Linked DNA regions of Mus musculus: all the other regions are linked to region 1. A link is a contact called in public HiChIP or PLAC-seq data. All regions are on one chromosome and are shown on one strand. Each heading gives the region's core, a stretch centred on a gene start, on an enhancer-like site or on the middle of the called end of the contact. The rest is flanking DNA. Distances are from core to core; before and after follow the strand shown.

The links. HiChIP or PLAC-seq counts read pairs in DNA pulled down with a chosen protein or histone mark.
Region 2: a CTCF HiChIP or PLAC-seq map of the NIH/3T3 cell line shows a contact between it and region 1, with 7 read pairs. The contact joins two enhancer-like sites. A contact is called at or near these places in 1 of 15 datasets of contacts at CTCF or cohesin (the NIH/3T3 cell line) and 3 of 115 datasets of contacts at active chromatin or transcription factors (the NIH/3T3 cell line, embryonic stem cells and pancreatic cancer cells).
Region 3: an H3K27ac HiChIP or PLAC-seq map of embryonic fibroblasts shows a contact between it and region 1, with 5 times the contacts expected there. The contact joins two enhancer-like sites. A contact is called at or near these places in 2 of 115 datasets of contacts at active chromatin or transcription factors (embryonic fibroblasts and embryonic stem cells).

The regions. Positions count from the first base shown.
Region 1 is chr4:55,730,148-55,733,901 of GRCm38.p6, reverse strand. No RefSeq gene overlaps it. Among named protein-coding and RNA genes, the nearest start is that of Gm12511, 160 kb to the right of the region's middle. Within about 2 kb of position 1,676, at least 131 of the 459 cell types and tissues checked have an H3K27ac peak or open chromatin away from gene starts, as enhancers often do. A contact at or near this core is called in the NIH/3T3 cell line and embryonic fibroblasts, where this site is marked.
Region 2 is chr4:56,615,638-56,619,391 of GRCm38.p6, reverse strand. No RefSeq gene overlaps it. Among named protein-coding and RNA genes, the nearest start is that of Gm26144, 62 kb to the left of the region's middle. Within about 2 kb of position 1,566, at least 27 of the 459 cell types and tissues checked have an H3K27ac peak or open chromatin away from gene starts, as enhancers often do. A contact at or near this core is called in the NIH/3T3 cell line, where this site is marked.
Region 3 is chr4:56,303,840-56,307,593 of GRCm38.p6, reverse strand. All of the region lies in intron 2 of Gm42291 (a long non-coding RNA gene), which reads left to right. Among named protein-coding and RNA genes, the nearest start is that of Gm42291, 10 kb to the left of the region's middle. Within about 2 kb of position 1,778, at least 62 of the 459 cell types and tissues checked have an H3K27ac peak or open chromatin away from gene starts, as enhancers often do. A contact at or near this core is called in embryonic fibroblasts, where this site is marked.

The DNA of each region.
Region 1 (3,754 bases), core at 427-2,926:
ATCCCCAGCTTGAGTTAGAGATGTGAACTCTTTTGGGCTTCTTTTCCTGTGAAGGCTTCATTCCAACGAGGAAGCAAAGCAACACTTGCCTCACACTATTAGCGTGAGGAAGGACGAGACAACTTTAAGTAAACTTCCAGCCTATCTTGGATGCTCCGTGAATGAGCATTTCCGTTCAAACTCTGGCCACTTGCACAGACTCCTGACTCCTCTGCTGACAGGGATTAGGAGTTTAGACTTCTTAGAAGTCCTGACAGGATTCCAGTGAGCCCAAACCCTCCCTCCTCCCTGGGGTCCTTCCCTATAAACAGAGTCCTATAAGTCTGTGCTCTCTCTCACCTGCCACCCTACATGGAGGCCTGGGTCAGATGTGCTGAAAACACTCTGTGGCCTCTAGAACAGGGCCAAAGTCCCACAAGTGAAGTGACAAATGAATCAACTCAGCCAGGGCTTAGTCATTCTTAGGTACTTTCCACACAGACACATCGAGATGGTTACCAGAGAAAAGTCTGCCTGCCGACCTCACAGCTGCCCAGAGAAAATGTTGTTGTAACCTTTCCTTCACAGGGGAACAAGCAGCATCACTCTCCTTTCCTTCCCGTCCTTTCTGGAGCGAGATGCCCTGGCAAGGGAGCTGAAGTGCTTGTTTTTGTTTACCCTGGAGGAAGTTTCCAGATAGTTCTGAATCCAGGGCTTTGAATATGGGGCCGGCCCTTCAAGTCTTAGGCACTTAATGTCTAAGTGCATAAACAACTCCTCAGAGGCCACTGTCACTGGCCATCCAGATTCTCGGCCTTCCCAGCTAGCTCTCTGGTCAACAAGAGTATCCTTTAGGCTTTCAGATTCCAGAAAGACTGTGGAAGACTGTCCAAGCCCCTCACACTGATGTAGAGCGAGCTGGCTTCGCATACTTGTTATCCCAGAAATCAATAGGTCAAGCAGGAAGACTACCATAAGTAGTACCATACCAGCCTGGGCTACTTAGTGAGTGCTGGGTCTGCCTGGTCGACAATATGAGGTTGTTGTTTGCTTGTATGTATGTATATTTGTTTGTTTGTTTGTTTAATAAACAAAAATGTCTTCCCTTCCACCTGAGACATTAGATTGTAACTTCCTGGTCCCCTGTTCTTGCTTCTTAGTAATGGGGATTAAGAGTGCTCACCCAAAAATGGAGGGAAAGGCACATGAAGAAATGATCACAGCCTGGAACTCTCGCCCTCTGCTCCAATTCTTCAATCATTTCTGTGCAACCTTTCTCTATTTAAATTTCCTCTTTTACTTCCTATGTACTATCTCATTCTGTCTCCTCTCCTCTCCTCTCCTCTCCTCTCCTCTCCTCTCCTCTCCTCTCCTCTCCTCTCTTTTCTTCTCTGTTATCTGTATTTTTTTCTGCCTTGTTTTTAAGCCTCAGTCCAACCCCTACCCCATTCATAGCCATTTCTCTGTCTGGTATAGCTTTGGCGTGCAGCTATTGAAAGCTAGCCAGACTCTGGTTAAAAAACGTTGCAATTCTTGGCCGGTGTTTCTCTCCTTCCAAACGAGGGTGATGTTTCAGGCATAGGAAGTCCTGCCATCCATTTAGGCCCCAGGGAAGAAAAATAGCACAGCCTTTGTGTGTGGCCTTAGGTGGATGGTGAAGTGGGCCTCTGCATACTCACAGAAATAAGTCTGGTGTTTCAGAGAATTGTGAAATGTGTGCAGGCAATGTGTCATCCCAACAACAGTGAGTCAGTCTCCAGGCCCAGGCCCAAAGCTGGCTGCCTTTGCTTTCTAAATAGAAAGTGTATTCCTGGCCAGCCAGGCATTAGCAGAGGAGTGGTGGGTGAGTGAATGGACAGAGAAGCAGAGAAGACGTGCTAGTCCATACATCACAGGTTCCCAGGAAAATCAGGCTCCCCCTTTTCGGCCATCATTGGGAAGAGGGGCCCCTTAGTCTTGCAAACTTTATATGCCCCAGTACAGGGGAATGCCAGGACCAAGAAGTGGGAGTGGGTGGGTAGGGGAGCAGGGCGGGCGGGGGGGTTATAGGGGACTTTTGGGATAGCATTTGAAATGTAGATGAAGAAAATATCCAATAAAAAATTGAAAAAAAGGAAAATTTGTAAAAGAGCATTCTTTTTCCTTCTTTCCTAGTCACTTGAATCTGGTGTGTGTGTGTGTGTGTGTGTGTGTGTGTGTGTGTGTGTGTGTGAACTTTGCCCTTTGTCATTTATTTCAGCCTGAGCTTCCAGAGTGACCTTCCAAAATAAAGCCATAAAACTGCGACACAGTGGCCTAGATGACCTGAATGTGATAATCAGCCTCAATCAAATGGAGTTCAAAATCTCATCTTACCTTCCACTAACACTGTGAGAAGAGACAGAGACAGAGACAGAGACAGAGACAGAGACAGAGACAGAGACAGAGACAGAGACAGAGACAGAGACAGAGGCAGAGGCAGAGGCAGAGGCAGAGGCAGAGGCAGAGGCAGAGGCAGATAGAGACAGAGACAGAGACCAAACACAGAGAACATTCATGCATATGTATGGGTATTATTTGGGTATTACTGAGTAAATTTCCAAGCTCTCTGGAATCTTAGCATCACATTAGCTAAGAGGACCTGTCTGTCATGTATACCAGTGCTGTGTGCATGTGTGTGCATTCATGTATGTGTGCATGTCTGAGGGTACATCACTGGGTTTAAAAAACAATCTCTTTAGAGTCTCTGTCAATTCAAAACAAAACAAAAAACCCCTGCCTGCTCTTTCATGAAGTTTAAAGAAGGTAGCAACACTCACAGCAGGCGAGCATGGCATTCAGATGTCCTTATCTAACAAAAAGATGCTGTAGTTTGGAATGAATGTCCCCAGAGACCTATGTATCTGATACTTGGTCCGCATTCTGTGCTGCAACTGGGAGATCATAGGATGCTGAGGACATAGAAACTTGTGGAAGGAAAGGAGGTCATTGAAGGAGAGATTTGAGACCTGCCCATTTATGACCACAGTGATGTACTGCTATTCCAACACTATCAAATTCTGGACCAACAAGACCAGGGATTGAAACCAGGAACAAAAACAAACGTTTCCCTTTTATAAGTTGACTACTTTGGGTATTTATGTCACAGTGACAGAGAGCTGACTACCAAGAAGAGTCACAGCCTTAACTCCTCTTCATTCTCCAGCCTTCGGGTTGTTCTTTGGGTTGTCCTTCCAGAGAGTTTGAGCACTAGGCAACTTCAGCATCAGCAACAGCAGTAGCTACTACAGCAACTTTACCCCATTTGCTAGGGAAACGGAATATTAAAAGAAGACACACAGGACCCAGGGTCTTGTGTGCCAGCATCGTGGGCAGGCAGGGCTCCCTTTCATCCCTGGCAAACCAGATGCCAGAGTCATGTGGCTTCCACAACACCAGAGGAAGTGATGCAACCACCATCTAGCTTTGGGTCAGCCTGGAGAAAAGTGTTCTGTTACAGCGTGGGTGGTGCTGGCTTTCAGCTCAGCCTGCACCCTCTCCTAAGCCCACAGCAAAAGGGCAAGTAGATCCTGCCTCAGAGCAGACAATGCCCATTCGCCTTGCCCTCTGTAGCACTATCCCAGCCCTTACAGAGGGCTCAGCCAGGCCAGTCATTTCTGGCCATGGTTCACCCTTTCCCTTACCCTTGCTCCAACCCATAAGTTGTCCTCACAACAAACACCTGTTTCTTTTGGCAGGGACCCTGTAAGGTCCAGCCACACACTACTGACTTGATATGCACAAGAAGCAATATAAT
Region 2 (3,754 bases), core at 317-2,816, 890 kb before region 1:
GGCCAGAAGATTTAGGCACAACCTGCAGAACTTTCTGGAAGAGCTACTACTTCCAGAGAAGAACTGAACTTCTTGCTACTTAGATCTGCACATGTGAAAGGTGATTTGCAGAGTAGCTGAGGGCTTGGGACCGTGCTTTGTGGGAAGGTGAACAGAAAGTGAAAGTGACCTTGGGCTGGAGAGTGTGTTGGAGGGACTCTCTGCTGCTTTTAGGGCCTTGGGGCTGGTAGGAGGACTTCCTGCCCACACTGCCCCAGCAGCTGTCAGTCATGACTTTTGCTAAGTCTGCACGTCTCTTACTTATTTGGTGATTTTTTTTTACAAAGGGTTTAATTTATTTTAATTTTGTGTGTATGTATGTCTTTGTCTGAGTATATACATGTAAGTGCAAGTGTCAGCAGAATGCAATGGAAGGTGCTGGATCCTCTGCAGTTGGAGTTATAGGTGGTTGTGAGCTGCCTGACATGGGTGCTGGGAAGTAAACTTAGGTCTTCCGGAAGAGCGGTGCATGCTGTGTAAATGCTGAGCCATTTCTCTAACCTCTGGATGACTTTCTTTTCTTTTAAATTCTGATTGACTTAAGTGAACGCAACCTCATTTGAATTAAGAACATGGGCTCAATCACCATACAACTACAGAAATAAACTAGCCATTCATCTACCGCCTAAAACCACCACACAGGGCTCATGTTTTAGGTCAACAGCCCATGTGTTGCTCTGCAGCACCTTCAACCAGAAGTCGACTTGTGTGCTTGCCCACCTCTGGTTCCAGAAAGCTCAGTTCCTCTTTGGAGGTAGCACTTTCGGGACATTCTGCAGGGTGTGTCTGAGTCTTCTTATCTTTAACGCTACCTATTGGCTCTAACCCTTGGGCCACATAGAATACACCTATTTTCCCTCTTAAGATGATTCTTTATAAAATGGCACTATTTCCTCTATATCTCACAATCCAGGCTGCCTGAACACACCCAGTTCTATCTAATCTCCTCTGCTGGTAGGGTTTCAAGTGTCCTAGATATGTTTGTCACTGACTTTGGAAAAGAAAGCAATGATATTTCAGGGTGGTTTTTCAGAGTATAACTTCCAACACAGAACACAATCCTTTGACGTCATCTGAGCTGGTAAGAGGCAGGCAATGGTTCTCTCCCTCACCCTGGATCTGTTACCTCTGCTCCAGCTTCTTCATAACACTGCCAAGGGCTGAGAGGCCCTACAAAGAGAGAAACACTGTTGTGTGCAGCCACTCAGTGTCAGTGGGAGGTAAGCACGGGCTGCCACACTGCCACGCCACCCAGAGAAATGCTCTTTCAGGCTCCGTGACTGGGCATACATCGTCATCTCTGCTCTTCCATTAATATTTATGATTAGCATTGCATCTCCATTTGCTTATAAATTATAAAGTGGATATTTATTGCACGTGCAAAAGGATGGGAATTTAGAGATAGCAAAGACGTCAGAAATGAAAATTCTGAAAAATGTTTCCCGACCCGATTCAATTGTGCTAGAGACTGGTGGGGGAGGGGCCTCCCCTGTGAGTCAGAACATTCCATGATAAACACATCAGATCTGCGTATCCTCCAGCTAACTGCCCCACAGGATCTAATTTTCATACTCTGCAGATAAACCCAGTGACAGCCTTGGGTGCACATTTAGAAGAACTATGGGAAGGAGGGGGCACCTTTCTACCCTCACTTCACACCCTTCTCCTGCTTCCTAAGCACATGTCTTTCCCTCCATGATTGCCTCTGCCTTACACTCTCTCCCTTTGTACATTTTATCCCTAGACCTGAGATGTCCTTGGAATGCCCACAGCTGCCAGGGCATGCCAAAGAGGGAATTGTTTGGATGTGAAAACACAGGCTAACATTTCAGCACTTCTTTACCTTTGGTGGTGCTGTTTTGGGAAGTTGTGGGACCTTTGGGATATCATATCTAGCTGGTGACATAGACCACTTGAGACAGACCTTTGAGGGTTGTATCCTGGACTGCTTCCAGTTCTGACCTCTGCTTCCTGATCCCTAAGATGGGACCCAGCAGCATCAGGAGCTCCTACTGCCCTGCTTTCAACTGCCATGATGGACTGATAGCCCTTCAAACTGTGAGCCAAAGTAAATCCTCCCAAACTGCTCCAGGCACACATGCTGCCAGAGCGAGGAGCAGAGTAAAGAGCACGGAGGGAGGCTCCTCCCAGCACCCATCTTCAATGACAAACAGGAAGCTGTTCTGGCTTTGGCAGGGGTTCAGAGGTGCTAGAGCAGAAGTGATGTTAAAGGAGGAGAGGCCGGACAAGCGGAGAGCTTCCACCCTGAAGGGCTGAGGTTGTTTAGAGGGCATGGGACATGAGTGCCACCCTCAGATGCTTCAAAGTGTCAGTGACAGCTGAGTTGAAACTATTCTATTGTCACTTAATGTAGGTGTCTCAGGGGCCAGTAAAATTATTGGGTGCTAATAGGGAGGACACAATAAAGGAAGTTTGTGGACACTAGAACGACTTGGAGGTCAGCTGAACTAGAGAGGAGGGGTGTTCTTTCATTCCTGATGGTGTTTAAGGGTGAGTGGAGAGCAGTTGAAGATACGCTGTGGAGGCCCATGGTTCCCAAGCTGTGGGTCTGGGATGCTTCTGCTGAGGTCCTATATATGGCAGACTCTTGAGATGTGGGACTGGATCTGATAAGGTGGTGACCATTCTGGCCCTTGTGAATTCATGATTTCTGTATGGCCCCATGCATCACTTTTCCTGCTTCCTCCTGTTGGCCCAATGATGCTCCTGTCTGTTCAGGGAGGCAGAGCATGGAATCTTAATGTAGAGCAGTCTAGTCTAGAAGGGGACCCACAGGCTGGATGCCACCTACCCAAGTTGAGGCAAGCTGAGCTTGGCATATATACAATTTGAAGGGAAATGTCACCCACATCACCTTTTGTTCCCAGTGGCTCCTAGATCCAGACCATCTTCATGTAGTCTCCTCCACATCTTTTAAGGAGGATGGGAAGGTGTGAGAACTCGATGGGGTGATTTTCTTCTGTTCTTTCTCTATGTGTATGCTTGTATGAAGGTGTACATTGTGTGCAAGTGTGTGTGTGTGTGTGTGTGTGTGTGTCTGTGTGTGTGTTCATGAAGACTAGAGAATAACTTTGGGTGTCATTCCTTAGGTGTTATCCACAGTTTGTCCCCCAAGACAAGATCTCTTACTGCTCTGGAGCTCACTGAGTGACGTCGGCTGGCTGGTCAGTGAGTCTTAGGATTTGCTTGTTTCTGACTTCTCAGTGCTGAGATTACAAGTGTATGTCACCATGCCTGACATTTCTTTGAGGTTTCTAAGGAAGAAACTCAGGTCCCCAAGCATCACTAAGAGCCATCTTTTAGCCCTTGTGCTCTTCCTTAAAATGACAGGCAAAAGTCATCAGGAGGATATCTCACAGTCAGAAGTTCCTCCTCTGAGGTTGCCTTACCTCCTCTGGGGGCTTGGATGACACACAGCCTCACAAGTGGCAACAGAAATGTGCTGAGGATCCTCTCACCACCCCCTGAAGCTTGCTTTGCCTTTGTTAATCTCTTCCCAGTATAACAAGAACTTTTGAAGGACCTTTTGAAGCTATGTTTCCTTGTCTCCCCAGAGTTATCACAAGAAATAACTAAATCACAATGTAGCCTATGGTACCAACAACTTAAAACAAGCTAAGCCCTCCTCCATCCCTTCTGCCTCCCTTCCATCTCCTGTCCTACCTCATTGCTTCCTCAGTGTGGCCCTTCCTGG
Region 3 (3,754 bases), core at 529-3,028, 570 kb before region 1:
ATATAAAATGCTTGGAAGACTTCACAACAAATTTAGAAAAAGATCTAAAGCAATTTTTAAAAAGAAGATTCAATAGCCTAAATGCACAGTAACCCTTAAAGGTGTGGTTGAGTTCAATGGAAACAAAACTCCTTTTGAATCTCTCATCAGTCCTTGCATTTAAATATTTACTGACCATCAAGTTTATGTTTGGGCCAGAGCCGAATCATGCAAGTGCACAGAGAAATGCAATGATGATTCTTGTGACCTCCCTGCCTGGTGTGGGCAGGTAGACAACGTTCCTCCATGGTGCTCTGAGTGGCCAGAAGGAGACAAGGATTTGGACTCTCACATGAAAAAGTCAGCAACTGGGAGACTGTAAGACTGGGACAGGAAAATAAGAAGGGGCTTACTAGATGAGAAGGGAGAACACTGTAGGTGCTAGAGAAGGGGAGAGCGCAGATAGAAGAAAGAGCATGCTCAGAGGAGAGAGGCACTGCCATCCTCCGGTAATAAGCTAGAGTATTCAGCTAAAGGGCTTTGATGGCTGGGAAGCTGTCGTAACTCTGTGAGGCTGGAAACTGAGTCCTATCTGCAGAGGAATGGGCAAAGAAATCGTGGCTTGTGTGCACTGGAAATTCTCTCCATCCAAAAGTGACTGAAGATGTGTCACTTCTTCAAGAAAATGGATGTGACTGTTAATAGTTCTTTTTTTAATTAGGTATTTTCTTCATTTACATTTCCAGTGCTATCCCAAAAGTCCCCCATACCCTCCCACCCCACTTCCCTATCCACCCACTCCCACTTCTTGGCCCTGGCATTCCCCTATACTGAGGCATATAAAGTTTGCACCACCAATGGGCCTCTCTTTCCACTGATAGCCGACTAGGCCATCTTCTGATACATATGCAGCTAGAGACATGAGCTCTGGGGGTACTGGTTAGTTCATATTATTGTTGCAGATCCCTTTAGATCCTTGGGTACTTTCTCTAGCTCCTCCATTGGGGGCCCTGTGATCCATCATAGTTCTTGTATACAAAGAAAGCTTCAGCAAGTTGTGCCACATGTCTTCTCTTATCTGTGGCTCCAACACTTTACCTAGATATGTAAAATCGTGTATGTACAGGTGACAGGAAAGTAGAAGTGAACAAGGGGGTCTAAACACACTAACGGGAAAAGGAAAAGAGGTTAGTGAATGAGGGCAGGAATATGCCCAACATACATTATATACTTGCAAGAAAATGCCCTAAAGTAACTTATTACAATAAAATAAAATACAATCTGAAAGTTATTTTTCTAATATTAGTAATCTATTAATATTAATATTCTAGATGGCATCCATGTTATAGCCATCAGAAGCTTGAGGAGCTGGTGAGTCACTGACCAAGCTGGTTCAGTCACCCATATGACAGTTGGATGCTTCAACTCATTGCTATGTGTTCTCAAGACACGGAGGCTAGCCTGACCACGGCAAAGTGTTTCTAGGCTTCATAGTGACACATCATTATGTTCAGACTGTTCTATTGGCTTACACAGGTCACTCCTGCACTGTGAAAACTGGCCCTCTCTAAGGAACCAGAAGATGAGGCTATTGGGACTATGGGAAAGGTTTACCAACCTCCTGTGTGTATAGAAGAAACTTTCTTATCATGAGCCCCATAGTTCAGATGCAACTGCCGAGCTTATGTGTGAAGAGAACAGTCTGTGATGGGAAGAATTCGGTCCACAAGCAGAGAGCTGAGCCTCCACTGTTGCTGTGTATGTTCTCTAGGGAGGTCACCTCACTTTGCAGGCTTCACATTCCTCATCTATGAGGTCAGTCTAACAGGCAGATTTCCCAGAAAGACTGGAGAAGAACGTGAGGATCAGATATGGAAGGGGCTGTGAATGCCAGAGGAAGAAGCTAAGGAGTTATCTTGTTGACCGTCAGTGAAGCTTAGCAGCCTTTAAACTAGGGAAATGAGGACATGTGGACCACTTTGACAGAGATTCTGTATGCAATATGGACAGAAAGTAGAGGGATTCAGACACAAACTAGACTAGAGTCTCCCAGTGCTCACAGATGAGACACATGGACCCATTCTTAGCTTCTGGTGATGGGAAAGACATTACAACCTCACTCAACACTAAAATAGACTTGAGGACCACTCAGCACCTCACAGCCCCATTTCTGTTTCGGCAGCATTTCAAAGGAAAAATAAAAGACTTAGTGTCAAAAAGATTATAAATATTTATTATCCATTTACCTTCTCCATCTTGAATTCCAAAGAACATCCTGGGTTTATAGAATATAATCTTTGCCTGAGAACTTAGGGTCTACCCTGAAAGCTACAAAAGCAACAGAAAGGCAGGAACCCCAGAAAGAATGTCTCCACAGGAGGCTCTGCATTGATGTCAAGTTCCTGTCCATAGAGTTGAGTCAGGCTTTTACTCTCGTCATCAGGGCATTGAAACAGCATAATCCTGGATGGCAACACCGGGCTGTTTTCATCATCATGGTGGAAAGTGATTAAAAACAAGAGACTAGAATCTGGTATCTTTAAAAAATAGGGGCTTATCCTGCTTCCCTTGAATTCAGAAAGACATGCAGTCATTCCTGTTTATATCTACTCAAACTGAACTGACTTCGTGTATGTTTTAAAGCTACAGTGGAGACAGATATGAGCTCAGAGCTAAAGGCTTCAGTGGGAGTACAGCTAATATTCTGGATTTAATTTTTTTATTTGTAGTGTACATAAGGATTGGGGTAGAAGCTGCTTTCAGGGCTTTTCTTTGAATAACAGGAATGTCTCCTACTAAATGCAACTGAAAGATTAGAGAAGAGACATAAAAAAGAATTTTAAGACCATGATCCCCTGCTGTCCCACTTAAATAAACTCTCTCTTCTATTAATTATTGTATTAGACCATAAGCTACAGAGCTTAGAAACTCCTACTCTTTCCACAGACTCACTCATGCGTGGAGCATCTGTGATTGATGGACCAGTGAGATTGAAACGTGCAAATGGAGATGAAACAGACCAAGATTAAACATCTTCTGGGTATAGAATGGCATTGTTCCAGAATCTTAAAACTGGCCAGGCTCTGTAAGGATGATGCTTCCTCTCAGTCAGTTACTCAGAAAATCCCTCCCCTTCCTGAGCCTCCAGATTGCCCCAACCAACTTCCTGTTTCAAGAGCATTACTTAACAAATATTGGATGAGGACCTAAAAGACCCTCACAGAACCAGGGCCCCTAGGAAGAATATGAAGGTTACAGAAATTAAGAAAGAGCTCAAGTTCACAGGACCTTAGAGTCTGGGGCAGTTTCTCAACTAAGATGAACAATAGAACTACCCCAGCCTTAAAAAAAGGACTAATAAGCCCCACTGCTAGCTAAGCTATGATCCCCAGGGTGAAGCAACATTGAGAATCACTAGGAAAGAGACAGGGATAGCAAAGAATTGTCATGGTTTTGTGCTGAGTGAACAAAAGTTTTCTTGGATCAGAGGAAGGACTCAAGGAGCCAGAGGCTTGCTGAAGCCACTTGGCATTTCCTGTTTTGCTTGATGGGGGAAAGGTAGCAAGGAAAAAAAAAGGGTGTGGAAATGATGGAGGGTTAGGTGCAGCATGTGCCTATGAGCACAGCATGCCTGATAATTGCAAGTTCTGCAGTTACCTGGAGTGAATGCTTTCATAGTGAAATAAATACGTAGTCAGAAACAGAAGAGAGAGACAGAGACAGACAGAGAGAGAGAGAGAGAGACAGAGAGAGAGAGACAGAGAGAGAGACAGAG